2 separate regions of the Hordeum vulgare genome follow, and region 1 is linked to region 2. A link is a contact called in public Hi-C data. All regions are on one chromosome and are shown on one strand. Each heading gives the region's core, a stretch centred on a gene start, on an enhancer-like site or on the middle of the called end of the contact. The rest is flanking DNA. Distances are from core to core; before and after follow the strand shown.

The links. Hi-C and Micro-C count contacts between places; a contact is called where the count stands out from the background.
Region 1: a contact with region 2 is called in a Hi-C map of seedling, with 5 times the contacts expected there. The contact joins the promoter of LOC123443622 here to the enhancer-like site in region 2. A contact is called at or near these places in 2 of 6 Hi-C or Micro-C datasets (leaf and seedling) and 1 of 1 datasets of contacts at active chromatin or transcription factors (embryo).

Annotation. Positions count from the first base shown.
Region 1 is chr3H:253,295,757-253,302,023 of MorexV3_pseudomolecules_assembly, forward strand. LOC123443622 (sec-independent protein translocase protein TATC, chloroplastic) reads left to right here and starts at 1,599. Exons shown (of 4, transcript XM_045120095.1): 1 at 1,599-2,043. The coding sequence starts at 1,791.
Region 2 is chr3H:252,453,267-252,460,041 of MorexV3_pseudomolecules_assembly, forward strand. No RefSeq gene overlaps it. Among protein-coding and RNA genes, the nearest start is that of LOC123443621, 480 kb to the left of the region's middle. Within about 2 kb of position 4,390, at least 3 of the 3 cell types and tissues checked have open chromatin away from gene starts, as enhancers often do. A contact at or near this core is called in leaf and seedling, where this site is marked.

The DNA.
Region 1 (6,267 bases), core at 349-2,848, 840 kb after region 2:
ATGGAGGGCATGATAGCAAGAAGGATTCAAGGGAGGAGCGGCGCCAACAAGACAAGGAAGAGCAAATGAACGCCTTCATGAAGATACAAAGGAGGAGGCTTGAGATGGAGGCGGAGAAGCAAGCCATGATGCTTGAGATGGAGGCGGATAAGCAAGCCAAGATGCTTGAGATCGAGGCCGCCAATGCCAAGACCAAGGCGAAAGAAGTGGCTCTCGCTAGCATGATGACGGGGGTAGAGATCATGAAGGTGGATCTCAACACCGTGTCGCCAAGGAAGAGACCGTGGTTCGAGAAGATGCATGCCGACATGCTCAAGATCGACACGAGTCATCTATGACGTCGAGCGCCATCCTTTTCTGTATGCTGGCAAGTACGCTGGCATGACCATGGTCGAACTCCCGTCCCTTTTTTTGTGCTGGCATGTGTGTCGGCCGTTGGCAAATGCGCCAACATGAACTGTTTTGTGAAGCTGGCCTGGTGCCGACATGAACTCTCGGCGATGGCATGATCGCTGGCTTGATCTACTTTTCAAATGTGTGCGCGGACATGAAATGGGTTGCGGGCTTTGGGCATACCGCCGAACCAAATCTTAAACGCGACGGACGTCGAGCGGGTGCCGACCTAAACGGATAAAAATCGGACACAAGCGTCGTCCATTTGGGTCGGCGCGTTGGAGTTGCTCTTATGTTGTTGTTTCTAAGGTTTTATTTTGGCCTTTTTAAACAAAAGATAATAAACATGAAAATTTACTAGTGCCAGCCGCACCCCCAACAAGCCCCGAGAGCACTTTTTAACCGCCGATGAATAAAAAACCTCCCACTCGCCCTCAACTTCTCAATTTTCATCGGATTTGACCAAAAAATGCGTCGGCATCCCCAAGGCAAACCCCAGGGAGATGGAGGGCACAGGGGGGGGGAGGGGGCTAATTTCGCCGTTTTACAGTGCTAGCCCACCTGCGAGCGCCACTCTCCTCCCTTTCCCTCCCTGGCCCACCCACATGCCCCCTCCATACACATCCATCCTATCTCTCTGTCCCTCCATGCACACACGGACACGGCCATGGCAGCCCACACCTAGCACGCTTGCGCCGCCGCCGCCGCCGCTCGGTGGGAAGGGCGTGGAAGACCTCGAGGCACTTGTCGAGGAAGCGTCACTGGGGCGGAGCTCGCGGTCGGGGCAGAGGGCACCAGGGCGGAGGGCCTCCGACCTGTCGTCCTTGCTTAAGGCGCTCGATCTCTCCGTCCACTCGGAGTGGGCGCTCGTCGTCGAGGCCGCCGCGCTCAAGATGCTCGTCTGTGTGCTCGACCACGAGGGCTGCCACGACGCTATCTCCGACCTGTCGATGAAATGACGCTGCCTTCATGAGCCCCAACACTGTTCTTAGAGACACAACGAGTGAAAAATGTACACTTTAGACTAAAATTTTCACCGGCAATCTCCTAAGCCGCGAAAAAAATAAAATGCCTCCTCGAATATCAAACGGCTGAAGATGCTCCTAGGGCATTGTACGGCCAATCTGTGAGGCGAAGTCTTCAAGCAGGTACGGCACACAACCTGATAAAAGTGTGGCCGGGGCGTGCTGGCGAGGACTTGTGTGGCCGGTAACAGCAGAAGCACATCCAGGCTTCTAAACAAATTCCTAAAAAAAAAGATTCTAAAAAAATGGCAGAAGCATATCCGAGGAGCCAGGGAGGAGAAGAAGAAGGTCTGGAAGCAACACCTACACGGAACTGGCTGTAGCAAGCAGAAAATTATCGGTTTATCACCTATCGAGCTCCCGCGAGAGACCATGGGAAGCGCAGGAGCGCTGCTCTCCCGCCCGCCACCGCAACTCGGCAGTATCCTCCTCCGTCGCCACCACATCTCCCTTCCCCATCTGTCCTCATGCACGCCCGAGCCCCTCCACTGCCGCCGCCGGCACCTTCGCTGTTCCGCCGTTGAGGGGAGCAGCGGCCAGGACACGAATTTGCCAGCGTCTCAAAGAGAAGAGTCTCCATCGAGCAGCCTCGGCGCCACCCTCCAAGATCCACTTGCAGGACGTGGTACGCCTCTAGCCTGTTCCCATGCTTTCTTGGTAGTATATTGTTGAGTTGAGATCTCGGAGGGATCTGGGCTATACTAGTTTAGTTGAACTCGCAAGTCAGGAGTATTAGTGGAACGATTGATTGGGCAATTGGAGGGTTTCAGAGGATCTGCACTTGAATGGCTACTAAATTTTCTGAGGAAGTTCTTTTTTCGAGAAAACGCAGTGAGATTCATGCGTTTCTTTGTATTGAAAAGTGAGATTCATGCGTTTCTTTGTATTGAAAAGGTAGAGTTTATGTTACAATCCTCCTAGGAGGGACAATACTGATGATGATTACACGTAGTTAGTGCACGTCCCAGGTCTGGGGGATGATGACGCGGAGGCCAGCCACTCCCGCCTTGGTCTAGAGGGACGCCTCGTCTTTGATCCTCGCAACCAGGTCGTTGGCCGAGGGTTGGGTGCCCTCGAACACGCAGCTGTTGCGGTGCTTCCAAATCATCCACGGGGTCAGCAGGGCCATGGAGGCGAAGCCTTTGCGCATGGGCGGAATACTCTGCTTGGCGCTATGCCACCAGGCAAGAAGGGAAGACTCGTGGCTGGGGTGTGTGCACGGCAAGCGAAGCCAGGTGATGACATCTTTCCGTACCTGCCTGGAGAAGGGGCAGTGGAGGTGCAAGTGGTCCATCGTCTCGGGGTCCTGGCAGCACAAGAGGCAAGGGTCGTGGTGCTGCAGCCCTCGTCGAGCCTAGCGATCTGAGTTCCAGCATCGGTCCTGGTCAGCAAGCCAATGGAAGAAGCGCACCCCGGGTGGTGCCCAACTCTTCCATATGAGCTTCGAGGAGGCGCTGGGGATGGATCCCTGGAAGGTAGCCTTGTAGTAAGACTTGGTAGTGTATGATCCATTCATGGTCCACTTCCAGGTGAGCTGGTCGGGCGTGTTGATCAGGATGGTGTGCTCGATGGTGTTCCAGAGGCGGATGTACTGACCAATCTCGTGGACGCCGAGAGTGCCCTCGATGTCGCTAGCCCAAGCATTGGCATTGAGCCCCTCCGCGACGGTCCGCACCTTCCTCTTGCGTGTGGGGATGCAGGCGTGGAGCTGCGGCGCTATCTCGCCGACGGATCGGCCGTCAATCCAGCGGTCATCCCAGAAAAGGGCCGAGAGGCCGTTTCCCAGGGTCATTGTGGTGCAGGTGAAGAACAGGGTGCGCTCATCCGCCGAGAACTGTAGGTCGAGCCCGCTCCACGCTCTGTCATGGTCGGTGCGGCTGAGCCATAGCCATCGCAGACAAAGTGCCAGCCCGGCGCGCTCGAGGTCTGGGATGCCAAGGCCTCCGAGCTCGATAGGACGGCAGGTCCGACGCCAGTTTACATGGCAGTTTCCCCCATTGGCAGCCTCGCGGCCAGCCCACAAGAAGCCGCGCTCAATCTTCTCAAGTTGCTTGATGGTTTTCTTGGGCGGCGCAAAGACGAGCAGTTGGTGAATGGGAACTGCGTAGAGGACTGATTTCACCGTCGCGAGGCGCCTAGCCTTGTTCATGAGCCAAGCCTTCCAAGACGGAAGTTGGCCCCGCACCTTGCACCTTGTCCACCAGGGGCTGCAGCTGCGCCGCCGTCGGTCGTCGGATCGTGAGTGGGATTCCCAGGTAGGTAACTGGGAGCTCGGCGATGGGACAACCGAGTAGTTGTATTGCAGCGGTTGCCGCGTCCTCGTCGCAGCGAATGAGGGTCGCCGTGCTCTTGGCGAAATTGACGTGGAGTCCGGAGGCGCGGCCGAAGAGGTGCAAGATTCCTTTGACAGTGGTGATCTCGGCCGGTGAAGGGTGGCAGAACAGCACGACGTCGTTTGCGTACAGCGAGATTGCTGGCACCGTGCGCCGCGGGTGGAGCTGCTGCATGATTCCCAGCGAGGTGGCCCGATTGACGCTGCGGGGACAACGGGTCGCCCTGCCGGAAGCCACGACGATGCCAAATGGGGGGGCCCGGGTCGCCATTGAGCAGCACCCTAGTGCTTGTTGAAGATAGCAGGATGGCCATCCATGCTCGGAAGCGAACGCCAAAGCCGTAGCGCTGCAGCACCTCGAAGACAAAAGGCCAGGAGATCGAGTCAAATGCCTTCGCCAGGTCCAGTTTGAGGAGGGCTTGTGGGGCTTTGAGCTGGTGGAGCAGCCGCGCAGATTGTTTGACGAGGACAAAGTTATCATGCAGGCTGCGCTCGGGGATGAATGCATTCTGGTTCGGGCTGACGAGGCGATCCAGCTGTGGGCCTAGGCGGAGTGAGAGCACTCTAGCGAACACCTTGGCGACGAGATGGATAAGGCTGGTCGGCCTGTAGTCCCCGAAGGTGGCGGCGTCGGCGCGCTTGGGGAGCAAGGCGAGCAGCGCCTGGTTGAGGCGAGCGAAACCCCGGCCGCGCATGTCATAGAGCTGCTGGAAGACATCCACTAGGTCTTGCTGCACTGTGTGCCAACAAGCGCGCATGAATTCTGCAATGATTTCGTCGCGGCCCGGTGCCTTGTGCGTGGGCAGGCGCTGGACAGCGTGCCAGATTTCATCGGCATCGAACGGCTCCTCGAGGTCGAGGAGGTCGTCGGCGGGCTCGATGAGCTCGTCAAGGTGAAGCGAGCACTCGCGGTCGACGGCAGTGCCAAGCAGGCCATCAAAGTGCAGGAAGGACGCGTCCACCATGTCGTTGTGGCTAGTGATCGCGTGACCATCCACGCTGATCGTGTGGATCATGTTCTTCTTCTTGCGGTAGGTGCTCTGGCGGTGGAAGGAGGTGTTGGCGTCTCCATCCTTCAGCGAGGTGATCCGTGCCCGCTGGCGGGCAATGGTGCGCTCAAGCGAGGCTAGCCCGAGGTAGGATATCTTCAGTTGGGAGCGCAACCAACACTAGTCGGTGGTGAGGGCCCGGTCCTCTTGCGCCTTGTCGAATTTGGGGATCAGCTCCCGTGCAATCGTGAGCTTGAGGCTGACGCCTCCGACCGAGCGAGCGCTCCAGCTAGTCAGCACTCTAGCTGTGGCCTGGAGGCGCAGCACCATGCACTTGAAGGGATCGGCGTGAGTGATGGAGTTCCAAGCCATGGAGACCACTTCCTGGAAGCCATCAAGGCGGAGCCAGAACTGCTCGAAGTGGAAGCGGCGGTGAGCGCGAGGCAGGGGCAGCAGTCCAGTAGCAGGGGCTATGGTCGGAGACGACGGACGCGAGGCAGCGGAGGTGGCACTCCCCATGTAGCTCTTCCTAGTCCGAGGTGCAGATGACGCAACCGAGGCGCACGAGCGTTGGCGGCGATTGCTCGTTCGACCAAGTGTAACGGCGGCCGTTAAGGTACACCTCTTTGAGCGCGAGGTCGTCGATCAGGCGACGAAACTTGCCCATCATGCGGCGGTTTAGGTTGCGGTTGTTCTTGTCCTCCACGCGATAGATAAGGTTGAAGTCCCCGCACAGCATCCAAGGCCCAGGGCAGCCGGCGCGCACGTCACGCAGCTCTTGCAGGAAGGCGATCTTCGCCACATCGGCCTGGGGTCCGTATACGACGGTAAGCCACCAGTGTGCGGCGCCGGGTGGCTGAGAGCGTGTTTGTAGTGAATGTCTGGTCGGAGAGGGTGATGGACCGGCTCTTCCAAGCCAAGAGTATGCCCCCGCGAGTGCCGGGGCCGGCAAATAGACGTATTCGTCAAACTCGGAACCAAGCGTCTCAAGGACGGTCGACGAGCAGATCAACTCCATTTTAGTTTCCTGAATGCATACAATGGAGGCCTCGGTGGTACATATCAGCGAGCGAATGGCCGTACAGCGAGCGCGCGCGTTCAGGCCGCGGGCGTTCCAGATGACAATCTTGAGGTCGTAATTCATGGGAACACGATCAACAAGGGCGCTGCACTAAGCGGTTAGGCCGCAATGGGGCCGCGTCCGGCGTGGTCGTGGTCGGCGCCGATCCCGGGAGGGGAGGCAGCTCAGAGCATCTCTAGTAATACCCTCGAACCCTCAAATCCTTAAACCAGTTTAAGGGTTGAAAATTGGCATTTTTTGGCACTTATAAGGGTTGAAAAACAGGGGCAAAGACTAGAACCCTCAAACCCAACCCTTATAATGGAATATTCCTGCGGATCGGCGAGGAGAGCTCGGGGCGGCCTCTTGCCGCGGGAGGCGGAGGGCGCGAGGGGCGTGGAGGCGGCCGGGGAGGTCGAGGGGGAGGCGGGCGGCGGCTGGGGAGGCCGAGGCGGGCAAGAGGCGGAG
Region 2 (6,775 bases), core at 3,140-5,639:
CGGACGGGCAGAAACAGCAAACAGCACCGACTCAAGCATGGTGCCGCTATTAAAGAAAATGCAAGCAAGGGTTCGTTAGAGTCACCCATAGCACCTCACTATGTACCCGGATATAAGCATTATAAATTAAATATGCAAGAGCAAGATGTGAGGGCGTTTGTTGGATGAAAAGTAGCACTAGGAACTATTATTAATGTTATCATAGTTATATGCAAATGCAGGCTAACAAGTGATACAGATAAACACACAAAGTGCAAGCAACGTTATCACGCAAGTTCGGAGCTCATGGTAGGAGGTTGGCTTGCCTGGCGGTCGACTAATACTCCGGGAAGAAGCGCAATAACAAACTGGAAAGCTTTGTCGGAGGGGGTTTCCCTCTCGGAAGGCTCAAACAAAGGCAAGGGCCAAACGGTCATTTCTACTATACAAACATCATATGAAAATGACACTATCGAAAGGGCTCGACGAGACGAAGACGTGGGCGCTGGTTTATCCTCGATCGGAGCTGCGGGCCCAAAGTTATGGCCATTCGTTGTTTAGGCAGAAAACATTCCCCCGACACCACTTCCACCGGAGAACATGGCCATAGCTCAGTTTCTCCAAGTTCTGCGGGAGAAATGCCAAACCAGCTCTGCTTCTATGCAACACACGACTCAGACCCTTCTGAACAACCAAAAGCAAGGCAGGAACGACAACGATCGTTCTACTCTGTCGGAGTTCATGAAGAATTCGCCCCCAACCTTCACAGAGACAGCTGAGACTTTAGATGCCGATGACTGGATCCGCACCATCGAGGACCGCCTTGCATTAGTCAACTACAATGAGGAACGCGAGAGGGTTCTTTATGCCTCTTACTGCCTCGGAGATACCGCCAGAGCTTGGTGGGATGGATTCAAGGTACAAGGTGTCTGTGTGATCACGTGGGCTGATTCCAAGCAAGGATTCCGCACTGCCCACATTCCTTCAGGGATTATGGCCATCAAGAAGCGGGAATTTCGAGCGCTGAAGCAAGGAAGTGGCTCTGTCAAGGAGTACCTGTAGAAGTTCGACCTCCTGTCAAGGTATGCACTTGAACACGTTAGCACTGAGGCATCCAAGATAGAACGCTTCATGGAAGGACTCCAACAATCACTGCAGTATCAACTCGATGTCTGCGACTGCCAAACCTTCTTCGGTCTGGTGAACAAGGCTCTCATGCTGGAGAACAGGCGTTGTGGTGTGGAAGACACTCACGAGCGGAAGATGATCGGCAAGGGAAGTTCCAGCAACGAGATGCCTCGCCTTGGCAACCAGCCCGAGCGAAGCCGACCTATCAATCTCACCACGCAAGGACTCCTCCACCTTGTTCGAGGTGCCAGCCTCAGTAGTATGCCAACCCTAGGACATCATACAACAACCCCAACACTTGTGGCAACAACAAAAACTCAGGTCAAATCACGTGTTTTGGATGTGGTCAGTACGGGCACTACTCAAGGCAGAGCACTGACAAGAAATCTGATGCGCCCTGCCCCAATGCATCAAACGAAGGAAAGGGTCGGGGAGCGCCACCCAGGAACCAAGTTCCCCGCAACCAGCCCAACAATGGCAAGGGACGTGTGAATCACGTCACCGCTAAGGAACCGAGGAACACCCGGATGTCATACTGGGTACGTTCCTTGTCAACTCAACGCCAGCAACATTTTTTGTTTATTGTGGTGCCTCAGATTCTTTTGTTACCCAAAAGTTTGCACTAGAGAGTGGTATGGAGCCTACACCTATGGGTAGTCATATGATGGTACAAACCCTGGTGTTGTATGAAGGACCAAGATAGGATGTAAAGCGGTGGGGATTAACATCCACGGGGTAGACTTTCTAGGAGACCTTATTATCTCAAAGTCGCAAGGCTTGGATGTGATCCTTAGCATGGATTGGTTGACCACGCATGAAGCCTTGCTAGACTATGCTAATCGGACGGTTACCATGACCAATAGCCAAGTATTTTATGGGGACACCGACTCATAAGTCGTGATCATCGAATGTACATGCACAGTGATCCCAGATATCAGTGCTAGGTCAAGACACAAAAATGGAATAACAAGAGTATTACATCCGTTATGTACCATTTTTCTCGAATATGACCTTCATGGCCAAGTTTTCATATACATTGCAGCGGAAAATATTCACCGATAGAGTGAACCCATGACATTTACCTTAACCTACAGGAATTCTGACTCGGAAGCGTACTAGCCCGCATGAATGTCACCAAGATAACCTTCATCATATCATGTTCAATCATGCCTGGTCAACGAGTTAACCAGTGGCAAGCCAATGAGTACCTTGAATGTACTCGCAAGCAACTCATGTGTGGAACAAGGCAATAACAATGCATGACATAGCACTAAGTAGGTAAGTTTGCAGAAAGCTAATTTTGAGTGCAATGACATGATCAATTTCTTGTGAGGCATGCATCATGAGGTAAACGATATCCATACGAACAGGTTATGGATTTCAATATCAACTAAGGGTTGAACATCCCATATTCACCCATCATGCCAAGTTGTCCGACTTAGCTCAGGTATCATTTTCCTCACATGATCACCTTTCTCAAACGTGCACACTATTTGGTAAACATGGACGTAGCCCAAGAGCGTTCATCCAACTGTCCTTGAACATGGACACGACTATTCGAATAATTTTACACTCTGTAGAGGTTGCACACGTTACCCACAAGACTCAGGAAACTTTCGTGTCAAGACATGAGTAACGGTATTTTTCAATCCCGAGGTAAGTATCCGAGCATCACCTTTCCCATGATGATACTAGCAAAGATACCACTCGTTTGTGACAATCCCTCGTGATGCACATTCATGCGTCATCCACGAGGGCACGCAATGGTGTGCCCGGTGTTTGTGAAAACAACCCATGGTCACCCTTCTCTGGACACGGCCCCGTCTCAAGAGTGACCACGTGATTCCCGCCAATGCGGGCTCTCTACTAGCACCAACCATAGTAATTAACAAAGCCCTGTCACATAAGGGGTATCATTGTTGTACATGTAAGGTTGGAGTAACAGTCGCAACTTAAACCAATCTGATTTCTGAAAAAACTACACACTCGCTAGCCTCGGTACACCACTTCTATCCCAAGTGGCTACTTAGCTCACACCATCTCCCTCGAGCATTAGTGGCACCCGACGGGGTTTTTGTAAACCCTTTGAAATCACTTTCCTTTATCGTCACCATGCATGGTCTCATCCCATTGCGTAGCAACTACTAGCAACCTAACTACTTCCCACCCACACAACCCTCATAGGAAGTTAGGGTCATGCTCAAGTGCAAGTGCCAATGAGGAGTTATCGAAAACAACCAACTTATGGAGTCACTGATTCAAGATGATCTTATGCATTGGAACAAAGTGTTATATATGAGATGCATCAAAATAGTTTCTTACACATGGTCAAAGGGTTGCATGCCTTGCTCAACAATGTGTCTGGGATCTTCACGAGCTTCTAGTCCACTCCGATCACCTCGTCTATCTCGTCAACTATCGCCGGAACACGCACAAGGAGCAACACCACAAGAAGAAAACAAAAGTGCTCTAAAAATAGGAGTTTTATTTTTCTTGGACATCTTTGGTTATAAGAAAAATTATGAATCTTGTTCTAAGAGATTTGGATCACCACAGATTTCCGAACGGTGGAAATGGAGGCATCAGTGGCCCGCAAGAAGTCAATAGAAAATATTATCTTAAAAAATGAGTGGATGCATTTATCTGATAGGGCATGATTTTAGAAAACTTTTTGAATTGGTCTCACTGGATTTGGAGTTGGGATGATTTTCCTACATATTTAATATTTTCGAATAAATGGTGGAAGTTCTATTTATTTGGTCGAACAAAAATAATGTATGAGAAACATGTTCGCCTAGGCTAGAAAAATAGAGCATGATTTTAGAGTCATTTACAAATTGGAATCACTCCATTTGGAGTTGATTTGAGTCCTCTAGGAATTTTGGAAGGTGGAGTTTGAGTAGTTCAAATTCAAATTTGAATTTGAACACTATATATAAGATTTTTGTAAAAATGTGCAATGCTCATATTTTGATAGGTTATAATTTTAGAAATCTATAGGACCTCCAATTATTAAATTTGGAGTCATTATGAATATTTGATGGATATTTGAACCTGTGTGGATAAAAAAAGGAGGGAGAAGGGTTTTATACCACTAGGCTATTTAGCGTCAGGGGCAGGATAAGCAATTGGGCCGACCCAACAGCTTCAATTGCACACATAGGAGGCCATCGAAGGCGCCTTCCAGGAAGAAGCTTTCACCACAAAAATACACAACTCGGTGGGAGGCACGTCCACTTAAAGAGGGGGCCCGGGACTTAGCTACCAACCACCAGGACCCGCTGTCAGATCCACCTCCCACCTCCTGCCAGAGTAGGGGAGAGGCGGGGGAGCTCGACCAAGCACGCGCCGGCACCCGACCTGATGTCTCTAGCCGCCCTTGGCGGCGCTCCGGCCACCGGTAGGCCCGAGGTGGCCTACCACACTCACCTGGGTGGCCGTTGGCCCCGGGGACGGTCGGGGGCGACCTCAGCTTCGGCCATGGCGGAGGATATCGATGGCGGCACTGGGCATGGTGCGAGAGCCATCGAGAGGGGGGAATGGACCACGGGGAGGAGAGTTGGGACTTTGTAGTGGTCCAGCTGAGGGTGAGAGGAGAGGAGGGGCTCGAGGGAGCTCACATTTGAGCGAGGCCGAGGCAGACCATGGCAGCCATCAGAAGGGGGTGCAGAGCCCGGGGCTCCAATGGCTCGGACCAGGGGGGTTCTTGGGAGTAGGAGGAGTGAGAGAGAGTCGAGTGGGGGCTTGGGGCGAGGTAAAATGGAGGGGGCGAGTGAGGGAAGCGCGGGAGATCTGGAGTGCTCTAGGCACGACGAGGACACATAACAGAGGAGCTTTGGAGGCAAGCTGGCGTCGTGGATGGGCGTGGGAGGCCAAGAGGGATTTCCTGGCATACTCGGACATTCTGCCACTGCTGGACATGAGTTAGAGGATGAGGACAAAGTGCAGAGCGCCATTTCTATAGGCTAAAGGTGTGGTGACCATGCCCACTAGTGTCGAGGGCATATTTTGCTCTGCCAAAGCTTGCCTAGAGTGTGAGGCCCATATGGTAAAAGGTGATGGAGGAGTTTGGACCCATATGGGTCTATGTAGGATGGGTTTCATCTGTGGTTAAGTTTACAGCAACAAACTTGGGGCTAGCAAAAAGGGTTTCTACTGGGGGACTTGGGATGACACCATGTCTAGTAGCCTTGGCTATACAATAACTTCAAGACTACGAAGTTTCAGCTTAGGGAGAGGACTGTAGCTAGCACTTGTAGTTCAAGGCAACATTTCTGCCAAAAATCAAGTATTAGAAGGGTTGCTCATATTTTCCACATGAGCATGATATATCTTTGTTGGAAGTGGTGCACTAGCACACTAGAGGTGTTGTGGAAACATTTGGGGGCATTTGCGTGAACATTAATAATGGAAGAGGGGTAAAAGAGGTGCTGCCAAGGTAAAAAGGAGAGGTAAAGAGAGGGAGTTACCCTCTATAATTGATCAAGGGCCATGGCAAAGTTACTAGATGTGGTAGAGGGCTAGCAAAAGCTATGGTAAAATTCTTGGAACAAGGAGAATAACTTAGGGCCACCATTGCTTGTCCTCTAGTTTATGGCAGAAGGTGTTTGACGATGTCTAGGGACACCTAGTGGGATCCAATGCCCATGATATTCAACATAATCCTATGATAATTAAAAATGAGGCTAGACACGAAATTTGATATTTGTTGGAGAAATTTTCCAATGTAGACCTGAAAAACCCTAGAAATGGGCAGAAGTGGCTTTCTGTAGATAAATCCATATAAATTAATTCCCACTGAGTTGAAACTCTTATATATGGAATATATATGTCCACTTAGTTTCCCTAAATTTTCCCAACTATTTTAAAAGAAAGAAAAATATTTTTTCTCCATAAAAGACCATTTGTGGCCTCATAAAAAGGTGATTAAATAAAATAGGAAAGTAAATTTTAAAATAATAATTTTGTGGTTTTGGGAAGTCTTTTTGATAATAGGATTTAAATAAAATATTTGCAGCAAAACATCTTCGCTAATTTGAGGACTTGTAGTACAAACCTCAATTCATGGGTTATTGAAAAGCAAAATTAATTAAATTATTTTTGGTCCAAATATTATTTGGTAAAAATTAGTTTTAGGTCCTACTCACATGGTATGATCATTGGGAAAGGACTTGGGGCCAAGGAGATCAGTCCAGAGAGTATGAGGAAATTTTGTGATATAAAACACTAGCAAACAAGTAAGGAAACAACAATTAGTTCAAACATCATATATCACAGACAAAGTTTTTTTTACCAACCACACAGAAAGTTTTAAAGTGGCTATCTCTAAGGATTGGCACATGAAGAAAGTCATGCTTGTTGAATCCCTTGGCTTTAACCTCATGTCGGTCTTAATGCTTTGTGATCTTGATATGATTGTCATCTTTGGAAAATATAGATGTGTAGTCATCATGGAATCTGACAAATCCAAAGTCTTTGAATGCTTTAGGAGAGGATACTTGTATATTGTTGCCTTCTCTACATCTCCTCGACCAGCCACATGTCTACTAGCAAAAACCTCAGAAGGTTGGCTATGGGATCGGTGACTAGGTCATGCAGGCATGAGGAATCTGCACACACTCGCAAAGAAGGAGCATGTCATTGGCATCGAAACCGTCAAATTCCTCAA